2 separate regions of the Canis lupus genome follow, and region 2 is linked to region 1. A link is a contact called in public Hi-C data. All regions are on one chromosome and are shown on one strand. Each heading gives the region's core, a stretch centred on a gene start, on an enhancer-like site or on the middle of the called end of the contact. The rest is flanking DNA. Distances are from core to core; before and after follow the strand shown.

Evidence for each region. Hi-C and Micro-C count contacts between places; a contact is called where the count stands out from the background.
Region 2: a Hi-C map of skin fibroblasts shows a contact between it and region 1, with 3 times the contacts expected there. The contact joins two enhancer-like sites. A contact is called at or near these places in 2 of 9 Hi-C or Micro-C datasets (amygdala and skin fibroblasts).

The regions. Positions count from the first base shown.
Region 1 is chr1:56,795,121-56,800,269 of UU_Cfam_GSD_1.0, forward strand. No RefSeq gene overlaps it. Among named protein-coding and RNA genes, the nearest start is that of THBS2, 190 kb to the right of the region's middle. Within about 2 kb of position 2,706, at least 2 of the 20 cell types and tissues checked have an H3K27ac peak or open chromatin away from gene starts, as enhancers often do.
Region 2 is chr1:57,229,669-57,234,817 of UU_Cfam_GSD_1.0, forward strand. WDR27 (WD repeat-containing protein 27) reads right to left here. Exons shown (of 25, transcript XM_038526606.1): 18 at 4,232-4,365; 19 at 780-877. Among named protein-coding and RNA genes, the nearest start is that of DSE, 110 kb to the right of the region's middle. Within about 2 kb of position 1,988, at least 3 of the 20 cell types and tissues checked have an H3K27ac peak or open chromatin away from gene starts, as enhancers often do.

The DNA of each region.
Region 1 (5,149 bases), core at 1,456-3,955:
CCACGCCAACCCCTTGTATGGACATCTCACATGTGTTAGTGACCACATCTGCCTTCCAGGTGCTCAGGTCATACTTCCGGAGCCACCGTCTGGTTCCTCCATCCCTCATCACACAGATCCAGTCCATCCATAAATCTAGCTGTGCTGTCACTAAAGCATGTCAAGAATCTGACTACATCTCTGAATTTTCAGTGCTGACAACCAACTCCAAGCTGTCCTGGGCACCTCCGGATGTCGCAACTGTCTTCCATTTAATTAGTGTGATGAACCCTGAATGTTCTTCTCCTTGCCTCTTCCTCTGACCTCACTGACACAGTCGCCAGAATGATCTCCCTGGAAGTTAAGTCAGATGCACTCACTCTCCTGATGAGGGCTCTTCTGACTTCCCCTTCTCTGGAGGAAAATCCATTACAGTGCCTGCAAGACTTTGTGTACTCTCACCCCCCCCACACACAACCTCTCTTGTTCCTTATGCTGGATATTTCCTGCTTGTCCATCTTGTTCAACTCCCCACTCTTTGCCCACGTGTTTTGTGCCCAGGAGGCTGACCTTTATGACCTGTATTTATAGGGTCCCTTTCCTCTGGTTTGATTAAATGGGTGATACCAGCGGGAAGTAAGGATGCGGAGACGAGCACAGGTGGGCTGTTGTCCTTACTCTTGGTCAGGATTTGGCAGGACCTCCCGATGCCCCATGACTCACCAGAAGCCGTGGGTCTCACTGGGCTCAGTAACTGTGTCTGTCCTTTCTCCTTCAGATCTTGGCATAGATTTACCTTGAATCTGACCACATCTTCATATCCCTTTTTTGTATATGCCATCTTTGTTACTTAGTTTGCTGGGGCCCTGTGTTTGCTATTGTGCCCCTTGTCATCTTGGCTCTGGCCAAGTAGTCCTCTTTCCTATTTAACACCAGTATGCTCTTGCCTCCACACCTTCTCACATAGCTGCCCTCTCTCCCTGGACTAGCCAGCATCTGCATAGACCACTCCTTGGGCTTTCCAAACACAACCAAACATCAGAGACACCTTCATTCCCAAGTTTTAATCATTGTATTTAAAGTGGCAATATCCACTTCTCACCCCAATGCTCCTGAGTCCCTGTATCCTGGCTTGTACTGCATAAAACTACAACTTAAGAGTGATGTAGCCAGCTATTCCTGACACTGCAATAACCTGCAAGAAAGCTAAGTCTATTAAGACTTCTGACTCGAAAGCACCATACCCAGATGTTTGTGATACATTATTTCTATAAATATGCATGCCATTCCTATGAGGGAGACACTATGTTCATTTCCCTTTAGAAAAATGAGTGGGAAATATCAGAAAGGGAGACAGAACATGAAAGACTCCTAACTCTGGGAAACGAACTAGGGGTGGTGGAAGGGGAGGTGGAAGGGGGGTGGGGGTGACTGGGTAATGGGCACTGAGGTGGGCATTTGACAGGATGAGCACTGGGTGTTATTCTATATGTTGGCAAATTGAACACCAATAAAAAATAAACATATATATATATATATTAAAAAAATAAATGAGTAAACAGAGGCTGTGAAAGCAGATTGCCCAGAGTCAAGTAGCCCACAGTGTCAGGGCAGGGACTGGAAAAACTCAGTGCTTGACATTCCATGAGACATAAACTACAGTGTGTCATCCCTTCGAAGCAGCTATAAGTTCCATGGACTGGAGCAGGGGAGGGGACAAAATTGAACACATATTCCTTGGCGCTGGTCCCCAGCTCTTTTGAGCTCCCACCTCCCTGAGTCACGAGAGCCGAGGCCAGGGGGAACGCTGTGTTATCACTGCCCTCATCACGACAGCTTTGGCCGCCGACGCTTGCAGTGTTTTTCTTTTGTTTGCTGAGCCAGTTATGAAAAAATGAGCTCAAACAGTGCATTCTCTCTGCTTATCTAAACTCTTGTCCAAATGCTTCAGCGTGATTTGCGAGGTCCAGGAGGCCCACTCACGAGTCCTCGGCAGGCTGTGGCCCCCGGGCCGGGGGCAGGGGTGCCTGCGAACGCTTGTTTTCCTCCTGCAGCTGCCGCTGGACATCTTTAATTTATTATTCCTCTTATATAACTTTGTTTTGGTGCTTGAACTTCCATTCCCATGACTTTATGTTGAAAAACATTCTAAAATCGAGGCTTTGCATTTCACAACAGTGGTGGAGCTCGGTTAGCCCTGGCTGCGGGCCGTGGCCGCCCAGGAGAGGGGAGGAAGGCCTCGGCCCCTGGGAAGCAGGCTGGATGCTCGGCGGCCGCACAGGCAGGCCTTGTGGTGGGCTCCGAGCTCAAGCTGAGGGGGGATGGGGGGACCTCAGATCCGCTACAGGGCTGCAGGCTCAGCGTGGGGGCGGGGGGGGGGTGATGCTCATGCCTGCACCTCCACTCTGTGCCCCACACCTGCCTCCGCATGCTAAGGACTCAGTGGCCATGAAAGTGTGTGGCAGGTGCATCTGAGACTGTTACCTAATGCGTAATGATGTAAAAAGAAAAACAATGTTCTGTGCACGTCTTAGAATGATGTCAATCAGGTGTGAAGAATGAGCCCCTGTGCCTCCTGCTTCTGTCCTGCTTTCCTATAAGCTGCTCCCCGTGTGGGTGCACACTGCCCCAACACCCACCTGTCCTGTGCTCAGGCTCAGAAGAGCTCTGGAGCCCATGGTTTCTCCACCTCTTCTGGGTTCCAGGTACTCAGTGTGCCACAGAAGCAGGCCCACCATGCACCCTGGATCCGAACCACCTGTCTGTGTCTGCACCTTGACATCACCCCAGGGCAGCAGTGTTCACCTCTCCCTTCCAGGGCCTGGTAGAGGCAGGGGGATGGGGTGGTAACAGGAGGATGACATGATAGTGCGCTGGCTTTTGAAAACAGGAAGGAGTTGCAGTTCTGGAGTGGAGGCATCACACCTGCATGCAACTGGGTGCCAGGGGGCACACACAGTGAGGCCCTGCACCTGCTACCTGACCCTGCCTCACAAAACCCTTGTTGGAATGTGGGGTGGCTCACGTGAGACTTGTCTTATTGCCAGCCTTCTGAACACTGTCACATCTCTGGGACTGTTCCTCTCCTGTACTTGTATTGAATTATTAATATGTCTGCTTAACTCCCCAAATAGACTATGCACCTCGTGTGCAGAGCTTGACCAGTGCCTAGAGCACTGGAATACGTGAGTCAAAAAACAGCTCGGTTGCCCTTTATTGGGGAAATGTTGACACTGGAAACCCCTATCTGCTCAGGAGGAAAATTTTGTTTCTCATCTTAGTTTATAATTCCCCTCCTTCTATTTCTGTATTCACATGCTGTTCTTTTTCTAACTTCTGGGACTGAAAGCTTCCATCTTTTATTATCAACTCTTCAGCTTTTGCAATGTATGCACTTAAATATATACTGTGTTCTCTAGGCACTACTCAGCTACACCCATAAGCTGTGATGTGTTGTATTCTGATTATTTTTCAGTTACAAATGTTTTCTAATTTCCACTGTGCTTCTTTCATCCAGTAAAGATATAGAAGAGTGAGGTGTAATTGGTTTAGTTGCCTTCTGTTGCTGATTCTGCTGGAATTGCATTGTGGGGGAAAACATACTTTGTGTGATTTTACTTATCACATGCTTTATGGCCCAGGCAATCTTACTAAATGTTCCCTTGACCACCTGAAAAAAGAATTTATACTGCAGTTGTGGAGTGCACTGTACTACATGTGTTAAATTAAGAAGATGTAGCTATGTCCTGCAAATCTATTTTCATTTTTTTCCCCCGATCTAGATCTATTCACACAATCAGTCTCTGATGGAGATGTTCTCAGATCTTCACCTTGGCTTCTGCAGATTTCCTCTTTTTTCCCTTAGTGATGTCAATTTTTTCTTCTCTGTGTTTAACAATGTTATTAGATGCATATGAAATTATGAGTTTCATATCTTCCTTTTTCCTTTATGAAATGTCCCTTTTATCTTTAGTAATACGATATATATATTGGCGTTTACTAAAGTCAACTCTCTCTCACTGATACAGACACACCAGCTGCCTCTTAGAGAATGTTTTCATGGCTCCTCTTTGACATCCTTGTACTTTCAACCTGTATGAATCCTTCTTATCTAAAATAGGCCTTTTGCAAACCACATATTGTTGGGTACTTCTTTATTTTTTTTTTTTGATGGATGCAGATAATCTTTATCTTTTCATTGGATTGTTCAGCATTTCATATTTAATACAGCTAAGGGTACAATTGTGTTTTAGTCTACCATCTTACTATTCAATTCTATCTCATCCATTTTTGTTTCTTTGTCCCATCTTTCTTGTTTTACTTCAGATAAATCAATTATTTTCATCAGCCAAGTTTTCACTTTTATTGTATTTTTAGTTAATATTCTTTTATTATTATTTTAACAGTTATCCTAAAAACTACAATATGGATTCCTAGACAGTTAACATTTAAATTAGTACTTTTAATATTTTCCGGGAAATGCAAGAAATCCCCAGCAATAGCTCCATTGAGTACACTAGTGTTGTAAGATTTTGCTTCCACAACCCTTATGAAGCTCACACTGCTGATGACAGCTGTTTTAACTAGCTGCTGTTCCTGTAGGTGAACTCTTTCTGGAACTCTTCCTTCCCTCCTGAGCATCTGTGCTCACCTCCAGGGTTGCTTTGGGTTTTCCCACTTGGAGAGCTTCCTTTCCTACTTTTATCTGAGGTAGTCCTGGGACAGGATGTTTACCAGTTTCTGTTTCTTGCAAGCCCCTACAGCTCTAACGTCTTGCACATAGCTAAGGTGCTATTTTTTTTTTTTTTTTTTGCTAAGGTGCTATTTTGATCAGTCTTGACCTTTGTATACATGTGAAGACCTCACCACAACTACAATGCCACCAGTCCTGTCCTTTCCAAGGTCTCCCGTGTCCCTAGAGTCCTTCTGCCAGCATCCCTGCCTTGGCAGCCATCACCGTATCTCTGACTTCCTTTGGCTTACATGGTGTTTTGGGTCCTGGGGTCCCTATGAGCTGAGCGGGAAAGGGTTGGTGAGGTCCTCCACCAGCACCTGCTCCAGGAGAGCGTGGTGGACTGCAAATAAATGGTGCTTCCAGCATTCGTCCTCACAAGTTTGTGTTTCAAATATACTAATTCCAAGAGTAAAATGACTGGGTCATAAGGTAGGT
Region 2 (5,149 bases), core at 738-3,237, 430 kb after region 1:
TAGCGCCTGCCTTTGGACCAGGGCGCGATCCTGGAGACCCGGGATCGAATCCCACGTCAGGCTCCCGGCATGGAGCCTGCTTCTCCCTCTGCCTATGTCTCTGCCTCTCTCTCTCTCTCTCTCTGTGTGACTATCATAAATAAATTTTTTAAAAAATTTTAAAAATAAATGAATAAATAAATAAAAATCAATGCTTTTTAATTAAAAAGAATGATGCTAACCAAAGAAAGTAAATAAAAATAAATAAACTTTTGGGCTCAATTTTATATTCAAGAGTTACTTCTCTTTTTAAATTTTTTTTAATTTAAGTTTAATTAATTAACACATAGTGTATTAATTCGTTTCAGAGGTAGGGGTCAGGGATTCATCATATTTATATAACGCCCAGTGCTGATTCCACACGTGCCCTCCCCAGGGCCCATCCCCCAGGTACTTCTCAGCCTCCACAGACATGAGGCAAACTCCAGTTAATGGAAGGAGGCCCATAGCAGGTATAGCAGTTGATCTCTAAAAAGTACTAAATTTCTAAAAAGTACTATGCATAAACTACAGACCAGAGATACCAAGTTAAATCACCCTGCTATATATCATATGCTCTGCGGCATCAATGTCTATTTTCCTTTGAGATGAAATTGCTGCACCTACAATTACTGCAGCAGACGTGAGCTCCCCAAGTCCCAGTGCTCAGCATGTCGCCTGAGGCTGGGGCCTTCAGCAGATGCTCATGTGGGAGGAGGGTGCCCAGGATGTGAAAACACCAATGGCAGGGGCAAGGATACAGGAATAGAAGTCGTTGACGGCTGATAAACTGGTAATCTCTGTCCTACCAGTCGTAGGAAGCCTGAAGACACGTTTGCACCTGCTCTTCTGCTTATATCTGAAAGAAAAATAAAGATAACCCGTCTTTTTGTTTCCCTCCCATGACAAAGCATTCTGTCTTGAAAAAGTTGAATATGAAAAAAGTTTTCATATCACTTAATAATTATACTTTATAACATCAAAGGAACCAGTCTGCTACCTTAATTTTCCTGTAGGAAACTCAACTTTTCCTTTAGGAAAACTTCATGAAGATATATCATATAAAGCCCAAAATAATTCATTCCTGTCTATGAGAAAGCAAATTTTTCTCCTAATTCTAAAATAATTACGTATACTTAAATGATATCTAACTGGATAAAAATTATCTGTATTTCCATTTACACATATGTTCTTAATATTTTATCTTCTTTTTTAAAGGTTTTATTTATCTATTCATGAGAGATAGAGAGAGAGAGAGGCAGAGAATCAGGCAGAGGAAGAAGCAGGCTCCATTCAGGGAGCCCAATGTGGGACTCAATCCCGGGTCTCTAGGATCACGCCCTGGGCCGAAGGCAGATGCTCAACCACTGAGCCATCCAGGTGTCCCCTTAATATTTTCTAAAGGATAACATAAGCAGTTACTATTGGTTTAATAAACACATGTCCTCAAAGATCCCTAACAATACTTTAGTAAAGGAAAGAACCTTCTAGCCATCTTACGAGTGATCCTGGCCCAAGCAGGGCCAGGGGAGACCTCGGGGTGGCTGAGCAGAGCAGGCACAGGCCGGTGATGGACAAAGCTGTGGGGAGGGCTCCGAGTCTGAGCCTGTGGGGCGGCTGAGGCTGAGGCTGAGGATGAGCAGGCCATCAGCCTGGACCTTCCAAGGTAGGTGAACGCTGCACGTTCACCTGGGGCCTAGGGCATGATATGCAGGCACAGAGATGGGCATCCAGAGGGATGACTCAGAGAGCAGGTCCTGGGGGGAATGGGAAGACTCAAGGAACAAAATGAGCTGAGTCACAGGAGAGGTCTGAAGTGAAGCTCAGTGATGACACAAAGATGCCACAAATTGCCGCACATTCCTGCTGATAAACTGCGTGAGATCATCCAGCAGGGTGGTTAATGGGGCAGAAAGCCATTGCTTCACAGGGGCAGCCGTGTGAAAGCTCTATGAACAGCACAGACCAGGAGGGGTGTGTCAGAGACAGCAGATCATGTAAGCAAAGGGACCACACACAGCTGAAATCACAGGGAGTGGGGGTGAGGTGGACCAGGGAAGGCACAGGTATTCACATGGCAAACGGGCCACGGGCCAGTTTTGGCTCAGAAGGAGAATAAGGGCAGGGGAGGCTGCATGGTATGCTGCTGAGTGCATACCCTCTCTGGCTCTGCTCCACACGAAGGGCCAAGAGCCCTGCCAGAGAGACAGACAGCTTTGCTGAGGGGCGTGCGTGCCTGTGGCCCATGTGACGTTCGGTGTCCCATCATTTGAAGCCTTGCCAGTTTCCGAGAGTCACCACCCCCAGCTGACACTGGTACCAATGGGAGAAGCAGCTGCAGCCCAAGCAAGCAGCAGGCCTGGGGAAGGGCCTTTCTCAAGCAGCTTCCATGGGGCATCCCCCAAACGGAGGAAGTGTGGCTGCCCAGGTCGCACACCCCCAGAGGGCCGGACAGTTTGCAAAGGGCCACATAAGCCAGCACGAAAGGAATGAGGCATGAAGGCCGCTCCACACCCCAGCTTTGGCTGCTACACCAGAAGCAAATAGTCGGCAGGCACAGTATTTCTTTCCAGGGAAAGTACTTGCCACAATCAGGTACTGAGTTACAGGAAGGAAGGACAGCATCCCCTGCAGGAAGAGGCAGGACAGACAGCCTCAGAGAAAGTCAAGACTCTGCCCTCGCTGTGTGTACCGCACACAGCTCGCTGCAGGCACAGAGAAGGTGGGTGTGCAATCACCCCCAAACACCCACTTCCAGATGCACACAAGGAAATCCAGCATGCCACTGGTTAGGGAACAGGATGAGTCAGGAAAACCCAGAGCTCCGGCAACAAGAGGATGGGTGAAGCAGCCATGGCACGTTCCTCCTGTAAAACCATGTAACAGCCACCGGGAACAGACTGAAGTCACATTTGCAAGCATGGCTCAGTCTCAGAAACATATTTGGATGATTATGGAAGGTGTGTGTAGCATTAACAGATGTAAAGCCACGGACAGGAAGCAAACACTCCAATTTCAAACTGAGGAAGGTTACAACAGCCACGACTGGAAGCAGCCCATGTGTCGGTGGACAGAAGGACAAAGAGGTGGTGCGTGCGCAATGGAACCATCAAAAAGGATGAGGCCTGCCGTGTACAACAAGGACGGACCTAGAGGGCATTCTGCTGAGCGACGTGTGTCAGAGAAAGACAAATAGCCTCTGACCTTATTCACATGTGGAACCTAAACAACAGAAGAACAACAACAGAACAGAAAGTGAATTGTTCATATAGAAAGTGAACTCAGGATGAGCACTGGGTGTTATGCTATATGTTGACAAATTGAACTCCAATAAAAAAAATACAAAAAAATAAAAATTAAAAATTAAAAAAAAATCTACTCTGAAAAAAAAATAAAATGAACTTGAGGCTGGCAGGTGGAGGGTGCAATAGGGGACAGGGATGTGGAATAAATGGAACTGCAGCACAAGGAAGATGGTGCAGGGGACTGGCTGCCCAGCGTGCTCACGGATGGTGGTGAGAGAAATGCTCACCCGGTACGGAGAAAGAGCAGGCAGGGAAAAGAGAGGATGGGAACAGGACAGCAGGACACTAACTACCCCATAATCTTTCATTTCTTTAAAAAATTGAGTGGGAAAAATTAGAGAAGGAGACAAACTATAAGAGTCCCCTAACTCTGGGAAACGAACAAGGATAGTGGAAGGGGAGGTAGGCAGGGGGATGGGGTGACTGGGTGACGGGCACTGAGGAGGGCATTTGATGGGATGAGCACTGGATATTATTCTATATGTTGGCAAATTGAATTTAAATTTAAAAAGATGCAAGTCAAAAAAAATTGGGAACAAAACCAGCATTAATACTTGCAAAAGGAGGTGTGAACAAGTATTTAGTACATGTATCTAGTGCACGTGTGTGTGTGTGTATGAAACAGTTCATGTTTTACTTCATTACAAATATGGCAGCAATAGTCCCACTTGACATCAATCTGATACGTGGTCAACCAAGGCGACAGTTCACGGCCCCCACGTGCGGCACTGTGGACAAGCTCTGAACAGGGGGAAGCCATCACCCCATCACTCAGCTCTTGTCAGCAGCCTGTGATGAGGTGATTTGATGTTGCACGTTTTTAAATGTAAACATTCTATTTGCATACGACCCAGTATTGAAACACAGCTCCCCCGACAAGGAAGAGAAAAGAAACAGAGGTTACGCACCGTTGGATCTCATCCTTGCAAGTGTCAATGTGATACTTCAGGAGCTGAAGTTCAGGACCAGAAGACAACAACACAAAAGTGTCTACATAATAAAACTGTGCAGATCGGACAGGCTTGGAAAACACATCTTTGCCCTGTAACACAAATCAATAATTACTGCCAACATAACAGAGGCAAACAAGAAACACCACAGTTCCACAAGGGAGGTTCCTTCATATCAACCCACACGTCTGCTCTAAACGTAGAGATACACTTCATGATTTTGTTTCTTCTTCCTATTTCCGAAAGATGTTACATGATTAAAGCTTCACTGTAATGAGTATTTCGAATTCTAGCCACTTAAAAACCTTAAAATAAAAGAAAATCGATACCTGGCAGTGAGCATATTAAGTAGCAAGGATTTTGTTAAAGACAAAATTGTAACCATGGAGTAGGGTTCTGAGAGGTCTGCTCTCAGTTCGTATTTCAGAACCCACAGTATCACGCATGGAAGACGACAGTGTCAACGACCCTAAATCAAATCTGTCCCCTTGAAGCCACTCCCAAACACCTGGTCCAGAAGTCCCAGGTCTGATGCACGTCCCTTCCTGGCTAGCCTACTTGGGATTCCATCCCCCATTTACAACAAGACCCACAGGGAAAAAAAAGTGCTAAACACATCTTTTAGAATTTGCAGTTGGCCAGCTCCTAATCTGACTCACAGGGGAATGGCCCTCCCTTTCCTGTCTTGGCTGTGACATCATCACCATCTTCCCTTCTTGCATCTCCCATTGTCTCCAAATGGTGTCCTCTAAGCATATAAGAAGGCTCACGTGTCACTGTGTGCACAAGTGCACCCCTCTTTGTGCATGTGCCTGGCTGTCACACATGTATGCACAGGACACGCATGTAAGAAAATATTCAATCATCAACTGCTGT